Regions from separate parts of the Anas platyrhynchos genome. Here region 2 is linked to region 1. Evidence: chromatin contacts called from public Hi-C data. All regions are on one chromosome and are shown on one strand. Each heading gives the region's core, a stretch centred on a gene start, on an enhancer-like site or on the middle of the called end of the contact. The rest is flanking DNA. Distances are from core to core; before and after follow the strand shown. Region 1 holds the start of KCNMA1 (potassium calcium-activated channel subfamily M alpha 1). Region 2 overlaps KCNMA1 (potassium calcium-activated channel subfamily M alpha 1).

Evidence for each region. A called contact is a pair of places that touch in the nucleus more often than the background predicts.
Region 2: a contact with region 1 is called in a Hi-C map of skeletal muscle, with 2.4 times the contacts expected there. The contact joins the enhancer-like site here to the promoter of KCNMA1 in region 1. A contact is called at or near these places in 2 of 8 Hi-C or Micro-C datasets (skeletal muscle and subcutaneous adipose tissue).

The regions. Positions count from the first base shown.
Region 1 is chr6:17,029,193-17,033,390 of IASCAAS_PekinDuck_T2T, forward strand. KCNMA1 (potassium calcium-activated channel subfamily M alpha 1) reads left to right here and starts at 2,086. Exons shown (of 33, transcript XM_027460038.3): 1 at 2,086-2,798. The coding sequence starts at 2,478.
Region 2 is chr6:17,261,150-17,265,347 of IASCAAS_PekinDuck_T2T, forward strand. The region is part of intron 3 of KCNMA1 (potassium calcium-activated channel subfamily M alpha 1); the gene reads left to right. Among named protein-coding and RNA genes, the nearest start is that of KCNMA1, 230 kb to the left of the region's middle. Within about 2 kb of position 2,367, at least 2 of the 8 cell types and tissues checked have an H3K27ac peak or open chromatin away from gene starts, as enhancers often do.

The sequences.
Region 1 (4,198 bases), core at 836-3,335:
CCTCATTCCATGCCTGTTAGCTGATGAACAAATGAACCTGCAGGTATGTGTAACAGGTGGGGAAGGGGCACTCCTTCAACTCCAGTCCAGAAACCCAGAGCCAATGTCTGTCAGGTTCTGGGCCCAGCCCTCCAGGTGTGCACCCTGTCACCATGACACTTGGTCACCTTGGTGGCTTTCCAGCTTTCGGTTGGGCTGGTAAGGACAGGCAGGGGAGGTGGCAGCTCCCTCGGGCTGCACGAGATAGCTGCAACATGCCACTTCTTTCCAGCCACACTTGTTCTCTGCATTTAGAAATCCTCTACTTAATTCCTTCTTACAACAGTCCCCTGGGAGCAGGCTGCTTCAGGTGCACCATGTAACTGAGCATCTGTCTTCCCCTGGGATACAGTAATGTAGTGTTTTCTCACTTGTATATACCTCCATATTACTGCCTAATGCTTTCTCTATTTGGAGGCCTCTGTGAGTCCATGCTTGAAGAACGAAGCCCCCTCTTGAAGGAGGACACTGGAGCAATATACTATGCTAAACCCACAAAGTTTGTCAAATGGTGTTGCAATTACATAAAAAAGTGGAGGTGAGAGGTTTAGCTAGACCCATAAAAAGCCCTGAGAACTCATAAAATCTCATTACCATCACTTAACTAAAAAACAAAAATAAACAGACCTGTGGCAGATGCCAAAACAGGGACTACTGCTGGCAAAGGTTAAACAGATGATTGCTTCATCATGGTGGCCCTGTGCATGAGCAGTGAGTGGATCAGGTGGGGAAACGCCACAAACGCTGGCTTTTGCATTTCACCAGGGAAGGGTGAAAAGAGGATCTGCACCATACTGGGTGCAGGCAACCGGTGATCAGACCATGTGCCAAGGGGAGATTTTATAAAATAAATGATTAATCTCAAATTTTACAGTGGATACATGAATAGAAATGCAGGAGACAACTACCCAGATTCTCTTGCTGGATTCCTCCCCCTCTTAGATTTTCTCCCTGGATTCCCTCTCTCCCCCTCCTCCTCAAAGCGTGCCCCTGCAAATCGCTGCTTTAATCCCTAAGGGTTAATTTCAGGAACGTTCTGGCGATGTGCAGCAACTCGCGGCGCGATCGCCACGTTTCCCCGTGTCAATTCCAGAAATGAAACATAATAATAAAAATAAAAATCCCCGATACCCATGTATTCGCTCCCCGCTTCCTCCAAAGCCTGCCCGCAGCAGCATCCCCCCTCCCGTTCCCGCATCCCCGGGCACCTGCTGCTGCAACTTACCCGCCTCCCGCGCCCCCCCCCCCCCCCCGCTGTCGCTCGCCCTCGTCCCCTTTCGCTGCCCCCGGCCCGGCCATGTCCAGCTCCGGGGGGAGCAGCTCGGGTGGGAGCTGGGCTCCGGGGTGTGTGTGTGGGGGGGGTGGGGGGGAGCAGCGCTGGGGGGAGCAGCGCCGGGCGTTCCCCGCGTCACGGCCCCCGCCCCTCCGCGGCTGCGGAGCCCGCCCGGGCCGGGGGGACGCCTCGGAGCGGCAGCATCTCGGGCACCGCCTCGCCGCCCCCCCCGGCAGCAGCCCCGTTTCCCGGCCGCTGCCTCGGCGGCCCCGCGGGGGGCCAGGAGCCCCCCGAAGCCGGAGCCCCCCGGCCTCCATCGCCGCCTCCCCCCGGGAGGGAGGGGCGGGAGGCGGCGGCGCCTCTCTCCGCCCGTGGGGGGGTACCGGGGGGAGCGGCAGCCTGCGGCCCGGAGGGAGCTCCTGGAGGATGGGCGAAGAGGAGGAGGCGGCACACGCACGGCTGGGCCAGCGGAGGATGAATTAGGAGCCACAGGAGGCTGCCGCCGGCACCGAGGGGGGAAGACGAGAGGAAGGGGCTGGACTTGGAAGAGGAGGAGGAGGAGGAGGGTGCGCGGGGGGGGGACTGAGTATCGCTAATAACAAGTTAAAGACTAATAACAATAATAACAGACCACCTCCAGGAAGATCCGCGGCGGAGGCTGAGCGGTCCCCGCGGAGGCCAGCGGGGTTGCAGCGCTGGGTAGCTTGGAGAGACGCTCCGAGGCATCAGTCTGTGGTGGTGGTGGTGGCTGATTTTTTTTTTTTTTTTTGCGGGGGGGTGGGCGGGGTGGGGGCCGTGTTTGCGGGAGAAGGAAAGGGTGGGAGTCGGAGGAGCGGACTACCTTTCCATTATTATTTTTAATTTTTTGTTGATATTATTTTCGCCGTGCAAGGAGGACGCTCGGAATTCACCGGCCTGTCGGCTCCCGAGAGGGACCCGGGGATTGTTGCGGTCGTTTTTCTTTATTATTTTTTTCCTTTTTTTTTTTTTTTTCGGTCGGGTCGTTTGTTTTGATTTGGCGTTTTGTTGCTGTTATTCTCATTTTCCTTTTCCCGCTGAGCAGCGGCGGCGGCGGCAGCAATATGGCTGGTGATGGGTTTTTTGGGGGGCGCTGGCGGCGGGAGGAGCTCTCGGAAGCCTCTGCGCGCCCGGCTCGCTGTTAGCTATGGCAAATGGCAGCGGCGGCGGCGGCGGCTCCTACCCGGGCGGCAGCGGCGGCGGCGGCGGCCTTAGAATGAGTAACAATATCAACGCCAACAATCTCAACACAGACTCGTCCTCCTCCCCCGTCAATGTGCCCAAGATGGATGCGCTCATCATCCCGGTGACCATGGAGGTGCCCTGCGATAGCCGCGGACAGCGCATGTGGTGGGCTTTCCTCGCCTCATCCATGGTCACTTTCTTTGGGGGACTGTTTATCATCCTGCTGTGGAGGACCCTCAAGTACCTGTGGACTGTCTGCTGCCACTGCGGGGTCAAAAGCAAGGTAACTCACCACTCCTTCCCTTCCCCTTCCCTTCCTGCTGCTGTTGCTGGTCTGGTGCGGTGGTGGTAGTGAGGAGGGGGAGTAGGAGTCCAGCCTTGTATCCCGGGACACCTCAGCGAGGTGGCAGCGCAGGAGGTGCCACAGGGCTGGCGTAGGCTGACAGCGTGCTGCTCCAGTGGGGTCGCCTGGGGCAATGTGGAGAGCGTGGCTGGGGAGCAAGGCACTGGATGCAGCCCAGACAGGTGCCCCTCAGCCTCTTCTGTGCCTTACAGCCCTCACAGGGGTGCACATAGGTCTTGGTCTGGTGGCACTGAGGGTGCGCCTGGGACCAGATCAACCACTTGGCGATGTGCGCGCTGGCACGTTGGGACAGTGTGGTTCAGAAGTTGGTGTGCAACCCCTGAGATCGCGTAGGGTGGGAACGCGTTCGTGCCAAGCTAAACTCTTGATTCTCCTACAGTGTGAGAAACTTGGGGAAGATTAAGAAGGGAAATTTCTCACTCAAGTAAATCTTGTCAAAGCTAGTTCCATTCCCTCAGAATCTCTTACATACCTTTCTCATGAATTAAGTGTTGATATCTAGAGGTGTACCATGAATTCCCAGGAAAGACATTAGGTCAGTATTCCTCTAATCCAGTTGCAAAATTTTTGCGGCAACCTCTCAACTATTTCAATTTTTGCATATTACCAGCTGGAAGAAATTGTGGTACGTGAAATGAGGTTGCCTTCTGGTTTGAAGGAGACACTTCAAGCCGAGGCTAAGAATCCACTCAGGTCCAGACTTCCATTTTTGTTTAAGACAAATGGGATAGAAAGCGTTAAGACTCTGTATTTGTGAAAGTGGATTTTGACAGACCCCAAAATAGACCAGCAGCTGGAGTTTCTCCCCTTCCCTTTTCACATTTTTTGGATTACAAATGGAATAATATCTGCTTCAGTTATTCCTGGCACACAGACACCCACAAAAACACACACACCTTTTAATATATGGTTGCTAGGTTGCTGGCTTGCTTTGACGTACAGTGAGCTGTCTTCCCCTTTCTCCTGTCCCCTCCCCCTAAACAGGCTTGATACGGCGCATAACCCAGCTTCGCAAGGATCTGACACTTAGGGAAACCAGAAACAGAGTTAGAGTGTGAGAAGTTACGGTACTTTGTTGGTGAGTCTGTGTTGAGCTAAGTGAGTGTCCAGCTAGGATTGCCTGAAAGAACCCCTCTCTTGCGGCTTAAAGTAGGGCACTGGCAAGGAACTTGGCCTATCTACGGAAGAAGAGATTGCTAGAGATACAGTATAAATAAAAGCTTTTAACTCAGCCTTAAGCTGCAGGAAACCTTCTAGGCAGTATCACTTCTCTATAGACATTTTTAATTTTACTCAAAACGAAGCCTGAACTTTTTCAG
Region 2 (4,198 bases), core at 1,117-3,616, 230 kb after region 1:
ATTATTTTTGTTTTTATAATCCCCCTAGCTTGTCATTGCACCTCTGTGTCCTTTATCAATAGATTCAGTAGCATCTGTATAAGGAAGACTAGGACTGTATCAAATACAAATCCCCTTTCTTCAAAGAATCCTTACATCTTCCACTTCAAAGCCAGCAGTCTGTGCCAGATTCATCAGTGTGAAGGACAACAGTACTGGATAAGCATCCTAGGGATCAGTAGGATTTTCTAGGTAGCAAGGAACTTAGGAAAAGTCTGTTTAATTCTTCTCTCATACCTGTGCAAGTTTGGAGCAAGTTTACCGAAGCCAAAAAATTACATAGTGACTATCTGGAGAAATGGCAATTGAATCAGTTTGTAATGACTGACATTTTAAATAATGCTAGTCCAAGTAAGAAATCCCTTATCTTTAAATAAAATAATTAAAATTGCAAACATGAAAAGAAAATCTATGTCTACATTAGAAAGTACTTACTCCTAGTCAGTGAAGATTTTTCAGCAAGTGAGGGCTATTTGGTGTGTCCTGGCAGCACATCTTCCTATCCAGTTATATCCAGAAGGAATCTATTTTGTGTGCTCTAATACTACTCTGCAATAAAAACTAAAATTCCATAGATGGGCATGGTCAGATTAACTTCAAAAACATGGTTTGGTTCCCAACTTAAAATGCTAGCAGATTCGCGGATTCTGTAAGCTTCCAGACCCCTACTATTGTTAAGTTTAGCAGAAATTACTGAAGAAATGTCAAATATTGGCAGGATGAAAGGAAGTGCGGTGTCAAGAGTTGGACTTGATGATCCTTAAGGGTCCCTTCCAACTCAGGATATTCTATGATTCTATGATTCTAAGAGTTTTCAAATGTATTTTTTTTTTTCCCCTAGCATGCAGAAAAACAATGTGCTTTGTTGCAAACATTTTCCTCTTAAGTATCACAGAACTCAGAATTTCCACACATTTTTATCAACTCCCAGTTATGGCTTTGACAGTGTCTTGAGCAGTTATTCATCACAGTTGTAGAATCATAAAATCATTAAGGTCTGAAAAGACCTCCAAGATCATCTAGTCCAACCACCACCATACTACCAATATCACCCACTAAACCATGTCCCTAAGCACCACCTCCAATCTTTTCTTAAACACCCCTGGGGATGGTGACTCCACCACCTCCCTAGGCAACCCGTTCCATTGCCTAACTACTCTTTCTGGGAAGAAATGTCTCCTAATTTCCAACCTAAATCTCCCCTGGTGCAACTCGAGGCCATTCCCTCTAGTCCTATCACTAGTTATGTGGGAGAAGAGGCCAACCCCCAGTTCCTCACAACTCCCTCTCAGGTAGTTGTAGAGAGCAGTGAGGCCTGACCTGGTCCTCCTCTTCTCCAGACTAAACAGCCCCCGTTCCCTCAAATGCAATAGCTTATCTTAATAAACATTCACAAAATGACTTTTTGTTTTAAGACTATTCTGCTGTTATTTCATGTAGCTTATAGCTACTGTTTTACTTTAAGACCATATGACATAGAAATTTCAATTTATTACTTGAATTTAAGGCCACCTTTGCTGCAATCATTTTTACTTCTTGGTTGACTGTACTTAGTGAAAATTACTTGTAGTATGATATTGATCTTATTTTGCTGTTTCTGGCCTTGTAGTCAATCATATAAAATCTAGATATCTGGACTGTATTTTAGTTCTACCACAAACTTTAGTTATTGCCATATGCAGGCTGCTTACAGCCTGTTTTTTTCAGGGGTGCTAAATATTTGTAGCTTCCACTGAATTTATAGGGAATATTATACTCAGAAATCTAGCTATTAGCCCTATTGTGTTATTATTTATTTATTTATTTATTGGATAATTGATATAGACAAGATGTAATTGGGGGATACAGTAAATAGGATAAGATTGAGAGACTTTACTGTGGAGCATCTAAATTCTGTACATCAGTTCTGAGGTGTGATCTGAGAGTTGAAGAAAACCTTACTTTCTATGTGTTACTTTCTGTAATGCACTGAGGTCTTACTCATTCCTGTAGTTTGGTGTTGCTGAATGGAAGGTACCACATGGAAAAAAGTTTGCAGTAATTAGGAAATTATAAATAGGAAATGAATTAATAAATACAGAAATAGTTGTGCTTTGGCGTTTTTGTAATGTATAGTTAAAAAAAAAAAAAAAAGAACAAAATAAAAAAATCTCTGGAAATTTCTCATTTTGATGTGAATCAGTGAAGCCAAAGTTAACTTTCCTTTGATTACTCAGGGACTGATAATGTTGGGACTTTCCAAAGAACTAAAGGGAATATATTTCATACTTCATATCATGACTCAGGGTACATACCAATGGCTGTTTCCTCTTCTGTTGTCACAGTGATATGATACTTCCTTGATTTAAGATCTTGGTGCAAATGTTATGCAGTAGTATGGTACCAGCTGGAACTAGTTATAACTAGCGTTACTTTGTCATGCCAAATATTATATTACAAAAGAATAAGGGTAAGGCAGGAAGGGAGACATAAAAAGTTCTTTCTTATCTCTTTTGCAGTCTGACTCAAGAAAAATATCTGTGACTCAAATGTACATTCCTTCAAAAACTATAATGTTTATTGATCTGTGCCAGCTGTTGCACTGTCTCCCCCTCTTCCCCTCTATTTCACCATGTGTTTGCATTTTGTGTTTACTTCACAGAATTACGAGCATGGAATTTTTTAGGATTTTTTTACACTTCCGATATCTCATTTTCCTAATACTTTGTTCAAGTTGTCCAAATGCTTAAAATAAAAATTGCTTAGATTTACTGTGGCTTTAGCTGCAGAATCATAGGACCAAAAGAGGCTTCAGTAGCTTGGATTCACTCCAAAGATGGGACAGATGCTATTTACACATCTGTCTTTCCTTGGAGGTTTTCCTGCAGAAAGTCAGATTCAAGTTTTAGTAAAGATGTCTTAAAACTCTCTTGGTGCTGTTGGATGGGCACATATAACTTGTTAGCAATTTATCAAGCCTCTGCCTCCACACACTTCAGCGCACCTTCAGCTCCAGCAGCTGGTTACAGGTTTTGTGCCATATCAGGCATTGCATGATCTTTGCTACAATCTTGTTTCTATGTAACTCGAGATCAAAAGGCATTATGCTTAACTTTGCCAGAACTGTAATGATTCTGGAGGGGATCAGTAGGATAGTCTTTGTGTTAGAAATAGGTGATTGCCTGTAGTTGTGTAAAAAAACTTCATTTTTTTCAGTGCTTTGGTTTGAGTAGGCCAAGGAATACTGAAGGTCCAGCTGAAGGAAGTCTCTTTCAGACATCTGAATATAAACTTTAAGTTCCAGTAATAGGAATCCTTCTGTGCGTTTTAAAATGATTTAAGCTGTGCTGTTAGACATCCTGTGGTTAGTGTGCCAATCCTCGTTGGACAGGTTTCCAGTTTTGATATTAGGTTCAGGAATACTGATTGCAACAGTATCTAGCCACCCTGGACTTATGTTTAATAAGAAATAATGTATATGAGTTAGAGAATTAAGAAAATTCAGATCCAGTTAATTTCTTTTATTGGCTTAGTGTGAGGTTTTTTTTTCTGCTTGTCCTTTCTGTCTACAGTAGAAATTCTTGCTTGTACTGGCAAAGTGGCCCTTGATGGTACTCACACTCAGATGACTTGTCTCATACTGTGATCTGTGATGAAGTTTATGATCACATCAAAGTTTATGTCTGGGAAAGAGTTGTATTCTTTGATTAATTGTTGATCTAAACTCTGCACTCCTGAAGTACATAACTCAGATTTTTACTATTATTTTTCTTGTAAACTTCAAACTCAAAATTTCTTCTGTTATCACTGACTGATACACTGGTCTATACTAAAGAGGAAATAAGATGTTATTTAGCAAAGCCAAGCTTCCTAGGATGTGTAACAAGTTTAATTGGTAGGCCAATTATTGTACTTGAGTAGGTCCCAGAATTGTGGGCTCCTTTTGGGCTCAGTTAACTAGCTAATAAACAGCATTTAGTTAGATCTTTATTGCATGAAATATTTTTCCAGGCAATTTAATTCTAACCTGTGGCAAACTGACACTACCCAGTCCAAAATATTTTGAAAGGGTCTGAACTTTTAGATGGCTCCATTTCTTTCTGAAGTCCTGTAAGGGTAACCAAATTTGCAAATATGGTAGAATTTTTGCCAATTTTTATATTTAATTAAAAATAGAAGT